Regions from separate parts of the Mus musculus genome. Here regions 2 and 3 are each linked to region 1. The links are chromatin contacts, called in public HiChIP or PLAC-seq maps. All regions are on one chromosome and are shown on one strand. Each heading gives the region's core, a stretch centred on a gene start, on an enhancer-like site or on the middle of the called end of the contact. The rest is flanking DNA. Distances are from core to core; before and after follow the strand shown. Region 1 holds the start of Igf2bp3 (insulin-like growth factor 2 mRNA binding protein 3). Region 2 holds the start of Osbpl3 (oxysterol binding protein-like 3). Region 3 overlaps Osbpl3 (oxysterol binding protein-like 3).

Region 1 (4,349 bases), core at 1,309-3,808:
TGGGGGAAGACTGAAAAGCCAGCCAGAAACCCTAACCCCACCTTGCAAAACCCAGCAGGCTAACCTCAGTCTTTCCAGTTAAGAGTTACAGAGTCGGGGGGGGGGGGGGGGGGGGGGAGGGCAGGGAGGGAGGGGAAGGGGGGCGCTTCTCCAAAAAGCTTCAGTAGCTAAAATAGCCTGCAAATATTTTGTAAAGTGACAGCTACAGATGCTCTCATAGAAGAGAAATCTCAGTGAAGTTGCAGATTCCCCCAGCCTTCACCGTCTCTTGGTGATTATTTGTAAGCAAAATACACCAAGGGACAGGAGGAGCTGGAACAAAGGCACTGTTAGGAAAAAAAAAAACAACAACAACAAAAAAAAAAAAACAACTTTGGAGTGTTTGAAAGGCCCCAGGACCCCAGCATTCACTGTGTTCCAATGGCCGCTGGCTGGCCAGTGAACCAGGGCAAAAGCAACTGTGTTCCTCCTCCTGTATTAGAAGCGCCCACCACGGCGGACCAGCTTCTCCACATCTGTCCTGGACCTGTCTTCTAAATCCCGTAGGTTCCCAAAGACTATTGGCTTTTGAAACTCGGGCTGCCAGTTGAGACCTAAACCTGCTCTGCCAAGAACATGTAGCTGTGAGAGCTTCCTTGACAGGCTTTTAAAACAGCAACAATAACCCAGAAGCAGGGGCCGCAGGCAAGCCCCCATTTACGTCCCAGAATTATCAACGCGCGCGCACACACACCTGCCATAAACTTAAAGGCAAGCAGAAAAAGAGCTAGCTGAACCGTGGCCCCAGCGTGTAAGCCAAAGGGTCCGAGTTTGCATCTGTGTTCTGTGCTTCCTCCCTAAAAAGCGGCCAGAAAAGGGTAAATCCGCTCACCTCTGCCGTTTAGGGACCGAGTGCTCAACTTCCATCGGTTTCCCATGTAGTTCCATTTTACCTGTGAACACACAAGAGGCAAGACGACGGGCTAAATTCAGCAGCTTTCCCCACCTTGAAATCTACAGTCTTTAAGAGAAAACACACCCTGCTTCAGTGACCTCAGCAGGGCCCCAAGATTCCCACCCGACTCAAGGACAAGGGAGGAGCAGGGCAAGGAGAGGGTGCAGAGCTGACCCTTCGGGTGGGTGTGGCTTTTTAACTTGCAGAAAGCTGGGGAGGGAGAGCAAGAGTCAGGCTCACCACTTGGGTTGCAATTTTCGCCTCCTGACCCCCTCCAAGGGCCACCCCGCACCCCAAGGTCTGCAAGAGACACACCCCCAACAAACAGCCTGCCATGGGGGCGCGCGGCCTTCTTTCTGGTCCACATCCAGGTTGGCCTGGAGCACTGGGCGATGGGATTAAAGAGCCAGGGTGCCAGGAGGAGATTGGGCGGCCGGGGTGCTGGTCCACGCGCGCTGACCCATCAAGGCGCCGGCCTCGAGTCCAGCTGGGGACGGTGGAAACCGAAAGGCACGGACAGCTGCTCTCCCCTCGGGCATCCAGGCAGAGCGCACTCAGACACCCGGGCCGCGGCTGCGCGCACGGGCCGGGACTGCGGCGCCGCGCGTGGCAGGGCTGCCGTTCTGGCAACAGCCGGCCGCCGCCGCCCACCTGCCCCTTTCGCTCTAACGACCCCGCGAGGTGGACGCGGCGGCGTGGAGCGGGACCGCCTGGACGCGGCCTCCCCCCGGGCGTAGGCTCAGGCCACTTTCTGTTCTCTACGGCTGGGGGACAGCGACCAGACAGAGGGCCCGGCGGGCGTCCACGCTGGGCCCCAAGGCCCGCCTGGCCCGGCCTGCAGCACGCGCCGCGCCGCGCCCCGCGACTGACAGCGCGTCCCCCTCCCCACCCCCACCCGCCCCGCAAGCGGGGTCCCGGATGGCAGCTGCGGAGACGGGGAGGCCCCGACCACGCGCGCGGGCCCCACCTGAAAGCGCCTCGATGGCCTTGAGGGCCCAGCCCTCGTCCGGGCAGTCCACGAACGCGTAGCCCGTCTTCACCAGGAAGGGGCCCGCCACCGGGATCTTAGCGTCCTTGAAGACACTTTCCAGGTCCGCGGGGCCGGCGTGGTCGCTGAGGTTCCCGATGTACAATTTGTTCATTGTGAAAAGGGGTCGTTTTAAAACCCGAGGAAAATGCTAAATTAAAAAAAGCACCCACGGCGGAGGATGGAGCCGGTGGATTTTGTTCCTCTCCTCTTGGCTTTCAAACCCACACAGTGACCCAAGCACGGGAGCGGCGGGCGAAAACCAGATCCCAGGGTCCTTTTTCCTCTTCTGGGTATTAAAAAAAAGAGAGAAAGAAAAAGCCTAGCGACGAGCCCAGCGTCGAGTCTTCCTAACTCTGGGGAGGAGGCGGGATTAGCGAGAGAAAGGAGGAGGCGCGGGGGGAAACTACTTTTTGTCTCTTCCTCCCCAACCCCTTTGGCAGCGGCCAGCGGGCTGTGAAAATATCACACTACGTGGGGCAGGCGCCGCCTCCCCGTAAAAAAAAAAAACCCCGAGGGGTGACTGGCAGCGGCGAGGGGAGCGGGGCGGGGGCAGCCGCTCCGAGTGTCCGGCTTTTTGAATGAGCCACGTGTTCAAACTACAAATCAACGTCTCACGTGAGGAATCCCAGCGCCTCAATTAGAGTGGGTTTCGGAGGAAAGAGAAAAAAAAAAAAAAAAAAAAAAAGCGAGAGGGGGAGGGGAAGCGAGATTGGGCGAGGAGGGACCCCGAGCTGGAGCCGGAGCCGGAGCCGGGGAGGGGGTGGAGAGCGTCCAGCCGCTGCAGCCGGCGCCAGGCGCGATGGGCACGGCGAGTTTCCAAAGGGTCCGAGCCTCGGGAGGGTCAGACGAACGATCCTTTTTCCTTAAGATGAGGAAGCGGTTAGGGGGTCCCGCGGTTGCAGTTACCGTAGTTTGTAACCATTCGATTTTTAAAAAATGGGTCACTTAACAACGAAATCTGAATGACAATCTCGAACTCAGTCGGTGGCTCTGATGACCGGGGAAAGTAGAACCCGGGGGCAGAGCGCCGCTCCCCTCGAGGGCCCCGGGGACCGAGCAAGCGGGGCGGCCCGGGCCGGCGTGGGGGAGGGGAGCCGACGTCCTGGGCGGGTGTCTACGCGACACCTCCTCCGCCTGCGCTCCGGGTGGCTCTCCGCCTCGCCGTTCATTGGCTGCTCGGCTACGAGAAGACTCTGGATAAATGAGGCCGGGGGCGGGCTGGCCGCGTGGGGGAGGGGCGCGGGGCGGAGGCTGTGGGGCTGGGGGTGGCCGAGTGGGAAAAGTCGGTACTTAAAGGGAAACCCTCGCTTCCTGTGGTTTTTCGAAGGGGGAGGGCTGGGTGTGGGGGAGGACTGATACTTTTATTTAAATAATTTTTGTTAAAGAACTTGGGACTCTAAGGGAACCCTGTTCAGCGTCAGCCTAAGGTGGCGGCCGCGCTGGGAAACTATTCCTCGGCTCTTTCCGCCTTCCTTTGACTGTGAGAGCCATTCATAATTTTCCCTGTAGGTAACGAGCACAATGGTGGTTGGGGGGTTGGGTCTGGGCCCGGTGGAGCCTTCCTGATCCTACTAAATGTGAGCCGGAGAACAGGAATAGGGAAAAAAGGGCAGTACCCCTGTCCTTGTGAAAACCTTCAACTGTGGCTTAATGGTTGTGTGCTCTACTCAAAGGCTTCAAAGATAACTTGTGATATATTTTTAACAGGCATTTTATGGAAAAGAGAAATTGCCGGGTTTGGATGACTGAAATTAAGCTCTATATAGCCTGAAAATACAGGCAGAAATCTAATGTTTTGCTACTCTCGCAAGTTGAAAAATGTGAATAGAGAAAATATGTGCTTCATACTACAAACGCCTTCAGCAATTGATAATTTGATATGGTGTTCTCTTTCAAAAAAAAAACTTAATAATACTTTATCTCTGACAGAAAAACAAGTAGCAGCTTGTTTTTAAAACGTGAAATTATTGAAAGATCTAGAGTATTTGCATTTTGTCTTTAAAAGGAACTTACAATTCTGTGTGAAGTAACCGGAAGGTGTCAGATCACCCATTTTCAATGCAACTATTCTTTCTAACAGGTTTTTCTTTCCTGCTAAGCAAACCCAACTGTATAAATGAAAACAAACTTTAATAGTATTTTCACCTAAGTTTAATTTAGTAAAATGGTCTTTATGAAATTATGAGACAGTATTCAGAACTATTGGAAATCTGGAAAGAACATCTTTGGAAGTGAATTTTTAAGGCTAAGCTAGCTATTTTAAAAAGTTATTCTTCGCCTTCATGCATTTGGAAAGAGAAGCAGCTCTCAAGGAAAATATGTATTCCTTTAGACTTCTGTGGCATTCAAAAAAAATCACTATAAATTTTACGAATTTAATTTTGT
Region 2 (4,349 bases), core at 994-3,493, 1.2 Mb after region 1:
TCTTGGGGGGGGGGCGGGGGGGGGCTGGGAGGGGCAACATTTAGGATGTAATTAATTAATTGATTTTTAAAATATAAGTAACCCAACAAAATAGAAAACAGGCTAGAGTCACAGTACAGCTTAATAACCTTAGGACAACTGGGTAACCTGCAAGAGCCTTAAATGCCTAAAGTGTGTAGCTTGGGTCAAGGAGACGGGTTGTTAGCAAACCTGGTTTCTACCTGAGTTTGCTTCCTGGATCCCACAGTGGGGAGGGAGGGAACTAGGGAGAGGGAGAGGGAGAGGGAGAGGGAGAACACACCAACTCCTAAAGTCCTCTAACCACCACACACCTGTCTAAAAAAGCACGGGGTTGTAAACACACATCTAAAATAGGGGACTTAAAAAAATCTAGCTAATCAGACAACTATAATATTAGGGATCATCTATATGTATCTACACAGAGCTCCCAGCAAATACCTTGATGGTTAGTGCATGCTCATCAGCAGGAGTTACTGCCATTTATTAATTTTTCCGATAAAAAAGGAAAAAGATGAAAATCCAAACCAGCCATGAAATCAATAGTCTCAGATTATGAAGAAGTTAACATTTACTCATTCCATAAATGTGTAGTGTGAGGCTGCAGTGTGGAGAGCTGCCTTCTCCACACTGAGGATGGACCGACCGAGAAATAGGACCTGGTCTCTGCTTTCCCAGGACTTCGCATCCTAGCAGCGGAAGAAGGCTGGCAGATGGAAAAACAAGCAGATGATTCCAGACAGCTTTAGGCTCTGTGAAGAGCTGCAAACAGGGCAGTGTGGAGTTGATGGACAGAATGGACATTTAGCCTGGATGCACTGCAATCTGTCTGAAGGTTTCTGGAGGCCAAAAGGAGGTCCTCACCTTGTATGATGCTTAGAGTGTTGAGTGTGGATGACCCAAAGTCAGAGCTATGCTTACCTATCTCTGAAACCATCTTCTGCAGCTACAGTGTAAATAAAATACACTACCCAAACGATCTCATCAAGTAATCAGATTCCTAGGGCACTGCGACATCGGAGGGGACTCCAATGCCCCAGCCCCGTTCCCTGACACAAGGTGAGAGACAACTTTATGTCCCTCTCAGCTCCAACAGTCTGGGAGGCGCGCGGCTGGTTAAGAAGTGTCTGAAGGACACAAGACAATGCCACGGGAGACGCCAGAGGCACCAATCACCCGCTGAGTGCTTGAAGCCCCAAGGGAAGGGTGCTCTCGGTCCCAGTGCAGACACTGTGGAGCGGTGTGACCTGACTGGGGAGGCCGAAGAGCGAGGTGCCTGCACCGCAGGGCCCCAAGCTCGAGGGTGTAGTAAAGCCTTCCTCCTGGCAGAATTAAGCAGGTTTCCTGTGCCTCCAGCCCGTCACAGCGCCAGGCTGTGCCGGGACAGCTCCTCTACGCGGCATCCTCATGCACCCGCACGCAGGCTCCTGAGATCCGCTCCTTCTCCGGGTCCATCCCCGCCAGGCTGTAACTCGAGGGGCACAGCTCCAGGGTGAGCAGCACCAGAGTGCTTCCTCCCAGAAAACTGGCGCTTACACGACAGACGACCTCCTAGTCTCAGGGCTGCCCCGTGGACCCGGGCTTCCCGGGACCACCACAGACACAGTCTGAACCATAGAGAATGGCTGCGTCCCCGAGCCTTCTCGGGGCCTCCACCACAGCTCAACCCCAGGCGGGCGGACGCCCTGTTGCTCACCTAAGTGTTCCGCTGCTGGGGACGCTTCTCGATTCCCCAGTGCGTGCTTCAGACCGAGAAGGACGCAAACCGGGCTTCTCGGGTCCCTGCAAGTCTCAGCCGACGGCAGTTCCAGCACCAGCCGCAGGAGACTGGGGCGCCGAGCGCTGCTCGCAGACAGATGGTGGGCGAGAGCCCGCGCAGTGCACCAGCTCTCCTGGTGCCGGGGTCCCTGGTCCCCTGCTACTGGCCGGTGTGCGATCCCCGCGACCAGTTCTCAATACTTCGCCTAGAACTTTAGGGCGCGCGCTGCCGGGCAATTAGCTGAAGAGCTGGAGCGAGGGGAGGGAGCTAAGAGGAGGAGCCTGAGTTCTCCACTGGGCGGAATAACGTGAAAAGGGCGGTGGAGGGGGGGCAGCAGAGTGGCTCCCACTCCCACCAATCAGGAGTCATCGGGGGAAGGCGGTGAGGCGTTGGACTTGGAAGCTGCAGGCGGATTCCGTGACGCCAGCCAGGGTTCAGGGCGTGTGGAGCGGTGGAGAGTGATGGTAGGTGTGGCTGGGCGGGGCAGCGGCTCCCAGCATCCTTAGAGTAGTGTGTGCCCCTTAGGCTTTCAATAAATATTTAGTGAATGACTTAGGAGGAAGTTGAGGTTCGCGCGAAAGGAGCTGTTTTAAGGAGAAGATTCCAGGGGACTAAAGTAGTCCAACGGACAATAATCACTTGAACACTGAAAAGAGCTGAGAATAAATAAGGGGGAAATATGTGGTGAGCCAAGGGTTAGACACAAGATATTAGAAACTGGTTCGGACTTTGGGGACCTGGCCCCCAGAAGCAGTTGTCCAGATTGGTATAGGGTTACAGAGGAGGCAGGAAGGGAGAAAGGTGTTGTTGTTGTTGTTGTTGTTGTTGTTGTTGTTGTTACAGTTCCCGTCCATAGGTTAGGAAAGAAGATGCAGTGTAGTTTGCGATCGAAACGCAGGAGCATCTGGCTAGATGTCCAGGCCCATCCGACTTCACCGCCCACTTGCCAGAATCCTAGCTTGGATGTCAGCCACTGATAATTTGAGGTCAATTTGCAAACCGCACATGAGTCCAGCGCCGCAGGTGGCCCGGTGGGCAGGGAATGATGAATGCCAGGAACAGATGTGATCCTGCACCTGCGGTAAAGGCACACCGGGTTTCTGCCCTCTCAGAACCTACATTTTAGAGAGGACGCAGACGATAAACCAAAGAGAGTATATATATATATATATATGTGAATAATCAGGAAAACATTGGTGAACTGTTAGCACAGAGAGCGCCATGCAGAGAGCCTCCGAAGGGGTGATGGAAGAAGCTCAGGCCCCTGAAGTCCTCTGGGAGGAGGTTCTCAAATAGGCTCCCATAGCAGGAAGGACTCAGCAGCTCTCAGGCTCAGGAAACGCTTTCTGGGCACTAGGAACTGCAGATGTATTTAACCCCTTTAAGATCCATCTGGCCTGCCTCACCGAACTGGGCATGTTGGCTCCTTTGGCTCAGCTGCTGACACTCTAGATGTTCCAGAGTGCCAAGTACATGCCTCCACCAGCGGCTGACCGTTGTCAGGCTGACCCTGTATGAACGTCTCTGAGGCTCTTTCTCACATCTGTATAAACCATGTTTCATTCACTAGGTTTGGATATTCACTTTCTGGAACCTTCCACGGATACACTCTCTGGAACTGTCTTTGGCTCTGCCAGGTGGCCGGGGAAGTTTGACGAAGAAAGCAGATTTTCTTGATGCTGTGAGCCCTAGCACTCGGCAATCCCTATATAAATGATGCAGGGCTTCCTAAACTACACCAAACCGGAAGGAGCACCGAGGAGCAGGCCTGAGGCACCTTGCCCACGCCCAGCTCAGGTGCCTGAGTCACACTCACTTTTTTTCCCCTCCCTACTCCAAATCATCTTGTTGCATCCAGGCCAGCTTTTCTACCGAATACATGCCTTTTATCCCACAGAAATGTTTTTGCTACAGGCAAATCCAACCTTTGGACTTTGTAAATGGTGTTTATCGTCTCCAAAGTTCACACGCCAGATTACACAATCACATAACTATATACATACACATATTGTGCTGAGCCTAATTCATAGTTACCTGGAACACAACGAGGTGGTAGCCTGTACCAAATGGCCTAGTAGCCAAGGCTGGACAGAAAGCTATGGTTTTATTGTTTAAGCTGGCATCCTGTCCTTGGATTTTTCTTAAGTTTCTTCCAAGCTGACTGTGTGTTCCCTGTTGGTACTGAAGGCAGTTAATGAGTCAGGATGAGAGATTTGTTCATATTCAAAGTGCTTTGCCTCCAAGAAAGAGGAATCTCAGCCAGTCTTTTCAGTTTCACTTCCTCTTCTAAATAAACTTCCAGGCGCTCCACTCCTACAAATCAAGAGGGGAAAGATTAAAGTTGAAACCCACGCAGAGTTAATTATCTTGCAAAAGCTCGTTACTGTCCTAAAATTAGCTTTCCCCACAGTCCTATTTTAGCACAACGATCTGAATGTACTAGAGAAAGATCAATGGTTGCATATAGTAAGTTTCGAGAGTCTTCTTCTCTGAAGAGCTGAACAAATGCTGTTGATCTTTCTAGAGACTCCACCACCTTGTAGGGTTTTTCTACGTTGGCTTAATTTCTTTC
Region 3 (4,349 bases), core at 525-3,024, 1.2 Mb after region 1:
GAGTGGATGCAGGAATCCTTTCCTCTGACAGCCCTGGCGTAGCCATGCAGAGGCCCTGAGCGTGGATGTGGTAGTTGTCCCTTATACAGTGGCCTCCAGTCGTGGTGCTGGAACTTGTTTGAAATTGATAGTACCAGACTCCAACACAGATTACAGAATCTCAAAAGAGGGCAGAGCTCAGGGGCCGGTTATAACCTGTCCTCCCGGTGATTCTGAGGCACACGTTGAGGCACCACTTGGACAGATTAATATTTTATCCTCAGCATAGGATCCAACGTCTCTGGTATTTATTTCTTGGGAGGTTGGAGGAGACCCTCACCACCATTCCAAGGCACATTGGGGCTGGCTGTATCCATTCCTTAACCAGTGGGTGGCGAATATCAACTCCACATGTTTCTAATCCCTGTTCCTACTCTATAAATCATGAGGCAAGATTTGGTGTGCCACTCCCTAGAAAACCAAAACACAGATGAGCCAGGGTGGTTACCTCAAAACAAACAAACACAAAAAAACAAAAAAACAAAAAACCAGAAAACAAAAAACAAAAAGACAAACCACCTCAAAGGCACACTTCCTCTCCAACAAAGCCACACCTTCTAGTCCTTCTCAAATAGTGCCACTCCCTGATGACTAAGCATTCAAATATAGTAGCCTATGAGGGCCATTCTTATTCAAGCCATCACACCAATTACCTCTATGGTATTAAGAAATCTTTTCTTCCTGGTTCTGAGACAGGTCTCCTCCTCCAACCCTCAGGTTTAAGTTTGAAGAAGAATGTTGCACTGAGGTATTCTGATGATCTAGTCACATAGCCACGAAAGGACTCTAGAGTGACTGTGCACATCTTAAGCAGAACCCAAACTGTTTCCTTTCCTAAGCGTGAGCTGTTGCTCTGCTGGACGATAGTCATTCCAGCATTTCAGAGTGGGTGGACAGAACCCTGTGCAGAGTTAGGATCCACCCCTGTATGCCGGTCATTGTCTGTGGGAGCCTGAACCACATCAGCCGTAACTCCAGAATGAAGCTGAGATAGAAGTATCTTCTCGTAAATTCTGGTCTGGAGATCAAGGTGTGCAACCAGGGTTGCGTATTAGTCTAGAGCTTTTCAGATAGTCCCTTTAACAGTCTTCCCAGAGGCCATCCACTCTGGGTACCTCGTACCAATCTCAATCATTATACCCAACAGTTTCTCCACCCAACTCCCAAGAAGACTGAGGGAACACGTCTTCTGCTGTGTGCTGGGGCCAAACCACCCTGGGTCGCTTGACTCAGCGGGGCACCTGTCTCCGGCTGCCTCACCATAAGGAGTGATGTCCCCATGTTCAGCCTGTCCTGTCCAGTTAGCTCTCCTTAGAAAAAGATGGAACAACCTGATTTGCTGTTTTGTGAAGAGGAAGAAAAAAAAGAACCAAACCCAGCAGCTTTTGCTCTGGGTCTGGGGCTCCAGCCTTATAGTCTTCGGGCTTTCCAGCTTCTCTCACGAGCCCAGCTCACTGCAAACCTTAGCTCTGCAGACATGACTCTAGCATGCTTGTGCAACCACCCTGGGGCCTTCCCAGGTCATGTGCTGGAGAATGTTTTCTGCTTCCTCTTAAACCTATATCTGTAGGTACAGCATCTAATGGGTTCTGTGTGTTTACTTTTATTGTGGGCTGAGTACTTAATGTGAAGTTAGCAGACTTCGGGTGTACCGCGCAGGCTTCTTATCTACAGGCAGGAGGTTGCTCACCAGATCTCCAGAGCTTACCTTGCAGAAACACAACCCTGTAACCAGCCCAGCAACATCCTGTTCTCTCCCTCCTCCCATCGCTGCGTCTCTGCGTGTGACTATTTCAGACAGCTTACATAAGTGAGGCTGCCCAGTGTTCCTCTTTCTGCAACTGGCCAATTTCACTTAACACATGATCCATGCTTTTGTCTGCAATAGGATTGTTCTGGTTGTATGACAGGCCACATGCTGGCACTGGGTTCTTGATGCATTCACGGGTCCCCGGGCCTTAGGGTGTTTCCACGCCTTAGCTGTCCTGCGCATGCTCATGGGAAGTACAAGCGCTACCAGAGGCATCTATGAAGGTTCTGCCCTCATGTATTCTTCCTAGACGACTCCACTCTCGGCGATCTTACCTGTGCCCAGAGTTTCAGTAAGGCAGCTCACACCCAGCTCTTTCCCCTCCCCACAGCCTGCTGAGGCCCGGGACTGATCCCTCCAACATCAAAGCTCCTAGTAACTCTCTTGGCGGTCAAGCTGACACCTGGTTCTGATTTCCCAACCAACCACACAGCCCTCATCCAAACAGACTCCTCCCAGATTCCCAAATACCAAGAGTGGCTTCCTCTATGCTCATCACCTCCGACTGGCTTTATATTCTTTTATTCTCAAAACCACGGATCCTGTTTCTCTCCTTGCTTACTTCCTTACTCATCTCATAGTCCCATGACCTCGTCACGGCCCAGGCTTTCCCTCCTGCTCCTCATCCCCAAGCTGCAGAGGGTAAGTAGACATCGCAAAGCCGGCGTGTGACACTTGCCACGATACCGATACCGTTTACGGAGGTCCTTGGACTCCAGCTCTCTGCCACTTGATGCACATTACTAAATGGGTGGTTTTCTCACCTGACAACAGATGTTGATGACAGGAAATTTTGAAATGCCAATATTTTAGCTGCTACTACTCAACCTCCATCTCCAAAATATCACACTCATAAAAGCTCAGGGTACTCCACCCTCCCACAGTGGCACGCCTTTATCCTCATTCATCTGTCTTCATGGAACCCCTCCTCACCCGCTTTTTCTTCCCCATCTGCAGAAATGTCCTCCATCCTCCTCAAACCATTTTAGACAGTGCCTTCTCCATAAAGCCTTTCCTCCACCTCTCCCCATCCCCAAACAGCTTTGTTTCCCTTTTGGACTCCAGCTTTACTTTTGGACTATGAAAGTATTAGTCATGTTTCCTGTAGCTGGAGTCATTCTCTGCATCCTGACGGCTGGAGGCTGGGATGCATCCCACTTACAGGCGGCATTTTATCCGGCTCTGCACTCTGTAGAAAAGCCATGTCCAAAGATTGGTAGCAAGAGTTATTAGGAGCACATGTCTTCCCACAGGCACACGCCTCACTTCCTGTTCCATTTGGGACAGGCTCAGAAACCTTGTGGGCATGTCTTCCTTTTCATGCGTGCCATTCACAGACTTCTCTGAAATGCCTGTAGAGCCCTCAGCCATGTCTAAAGCATACTTCTTTAGTTTGTCATCTCTCCCTGCCACTTTATGTCTCTGGCCAAGGCTTCTTTATTGTGCTTGAAGGAAACACAAGGAGGCAGCCCCTGCGTTATTTTCTCAGGTTTCTAAGGACAGCAACTAAAGGGAGAAGTTAAGAGTTTATTGGGGGGTGGGGGGAGAATAAAGCCTGCAGGGGGAAATGAGCCATCAACCCTCCTTCTAGCAAGGTGCTTGGCATCTGACAAAGCTCCATCTCCATCTGCCTAGGGATGCACAGCCCTGGTCCTGCTGAGTCTCAGGACATCTGCAGCCCCCTCCTAAACTTTCTCATACTCCTGTTCTCCACTCAATCACATTTTAATGTTCTTCTATTCCTTCTTACCAATCTTCCGCTCAACTCTCTTGATCAGGTTAGCAAATCTCTCGGCAAGCATGCTGGCCCTGCAATTCTAACTGCCATAATTCAAACCATACGGACCGCACAGCCTCCAGAGCAGCTTCCATTCCACAGTCTACTCTGTCCTGATGGTAGAAACATCATTCTGTGCCTCTGGTCCATCAGATTCCAACCAGGACACAGAACTAGGCCTAGAAATGAGAGCCATGACTTCTGGTCACCATCCCAGCATAGAAGTAACTGTATCTGGACAGTTAATAAAAGAAAAACAGGGGATGGCGAGATGGCTCAGTGGTTAAGAGCGCCAACTGCTCTTCTGAAGGTTCTGAGTTCAAGTCCCAGCAACCACATGGTGGCTCACAACCATCCGTAACGAAATCTGATGCCCTCTTCTGGAGTATCTGAGGACAGCTATAGTGTACTTACATATAATAAATAAATAAATCTTTAAAAAAAAGAAAAAGAAAAACAGAATTCAAGCCTATTAATAAAGTCACTTATGTTTTGAGTCTTATGGATTTAGCATAAATGATGTCAGTCCTATAAAGACAAAAAGTTTCCTTAAAACTAGGTTTCTTGGATTATTTCTGTGCCCCTCAGTTGGAAGTGCCAGCCACTTCTTCCCTGATTGGCTTCTAGAACAGAAACAGGATGTCCTGGGGATAAAAATCTTCCTCCTTGTTTAAATGAGGAGGGTTTTCAAGTTCCAGGTAGGTATCATGCTTGCCTTAAATA

Evidence for each region. HiChIP or PLAC-seq counts read pairs in DNA pulled down with a chosen protein or histone mark.
Region 2: an H3K27ac HiChIP or PLAC-seq map of embryonic stem cells shows a contact between it and region 1, with 4 times the contacts expected there. The contact joins the promoter of Osbpl3 here to the promoter of Igf2bp3 in region 1. A contact is called at or near these places in 4 of 115 datasets of contacts at active chromatin or transcription factors (astrocytes, cardiomyocytes, embryonic stem cells and 1 more).
Region 3: an H3K27ac HiChIP or PLAC-seq map of extraembryonic endoderm stem cells shows a contact between it and region 1, with 4 times the contacts expected there. The contact joins the enhancer-like site here to the promoter of Igf2bp3 in region 1. A contact is called at or near these places in 3 of 39 promoter capture datasets (the 3T3-L1 cell line, cranial neural crest and pre-B cells) and 1 of 115 datasets of contacts at active chromatin or transcription factors (extraembryonic endoderm stem cells).

What each region holds. Positions count from the first base shown.
Region 1 is chr6:49,212,396-49,216,744 of GRCm38.p6, forward strand. It overlaps Igf2bp3 (insulin-like growth factor 2 mRNA binding protein 3), which reads right to left and starts at 2,559. Exons shown (of 15, transcript NM_023670.3): 1 at 1,902-2,559; 2 at 872-932. The coding sequence starts at 2,076. It overlaps D030074P21Rik (a long non-coding RNA gene), which reads right to left and starts at 865. Exons shown (of 2, transcript XR_869057.2): 1 at 1-865.
Region 2 is chr6:50,454,111-50,458,459 of GRCm38.p6, forward strand. Osbpl3 (oxysterol binding protein-like 3) reads right to left here and starts at 2,244. Exons shown (of 24, transcript NM_001347213.1): 1 at 1,715-2,244.
Region 3 is chr6:50,376,262-50,380,610 of GRCm38.p6, forward strand. All of the region lies in intron 2 of Osbpl3 (oxysterol binding protein-like 3), which reads right to left. Among named protein-coding and RNA genes, the nearest start is that of Gm52900, 3.3 kb to the right of the region's middle. Within about 2 kb of position 1,775, at least 157 of the 459 cell types and tissues checked have an H3K27ac peak or open chromatin away from gene starts, as enhancers often do.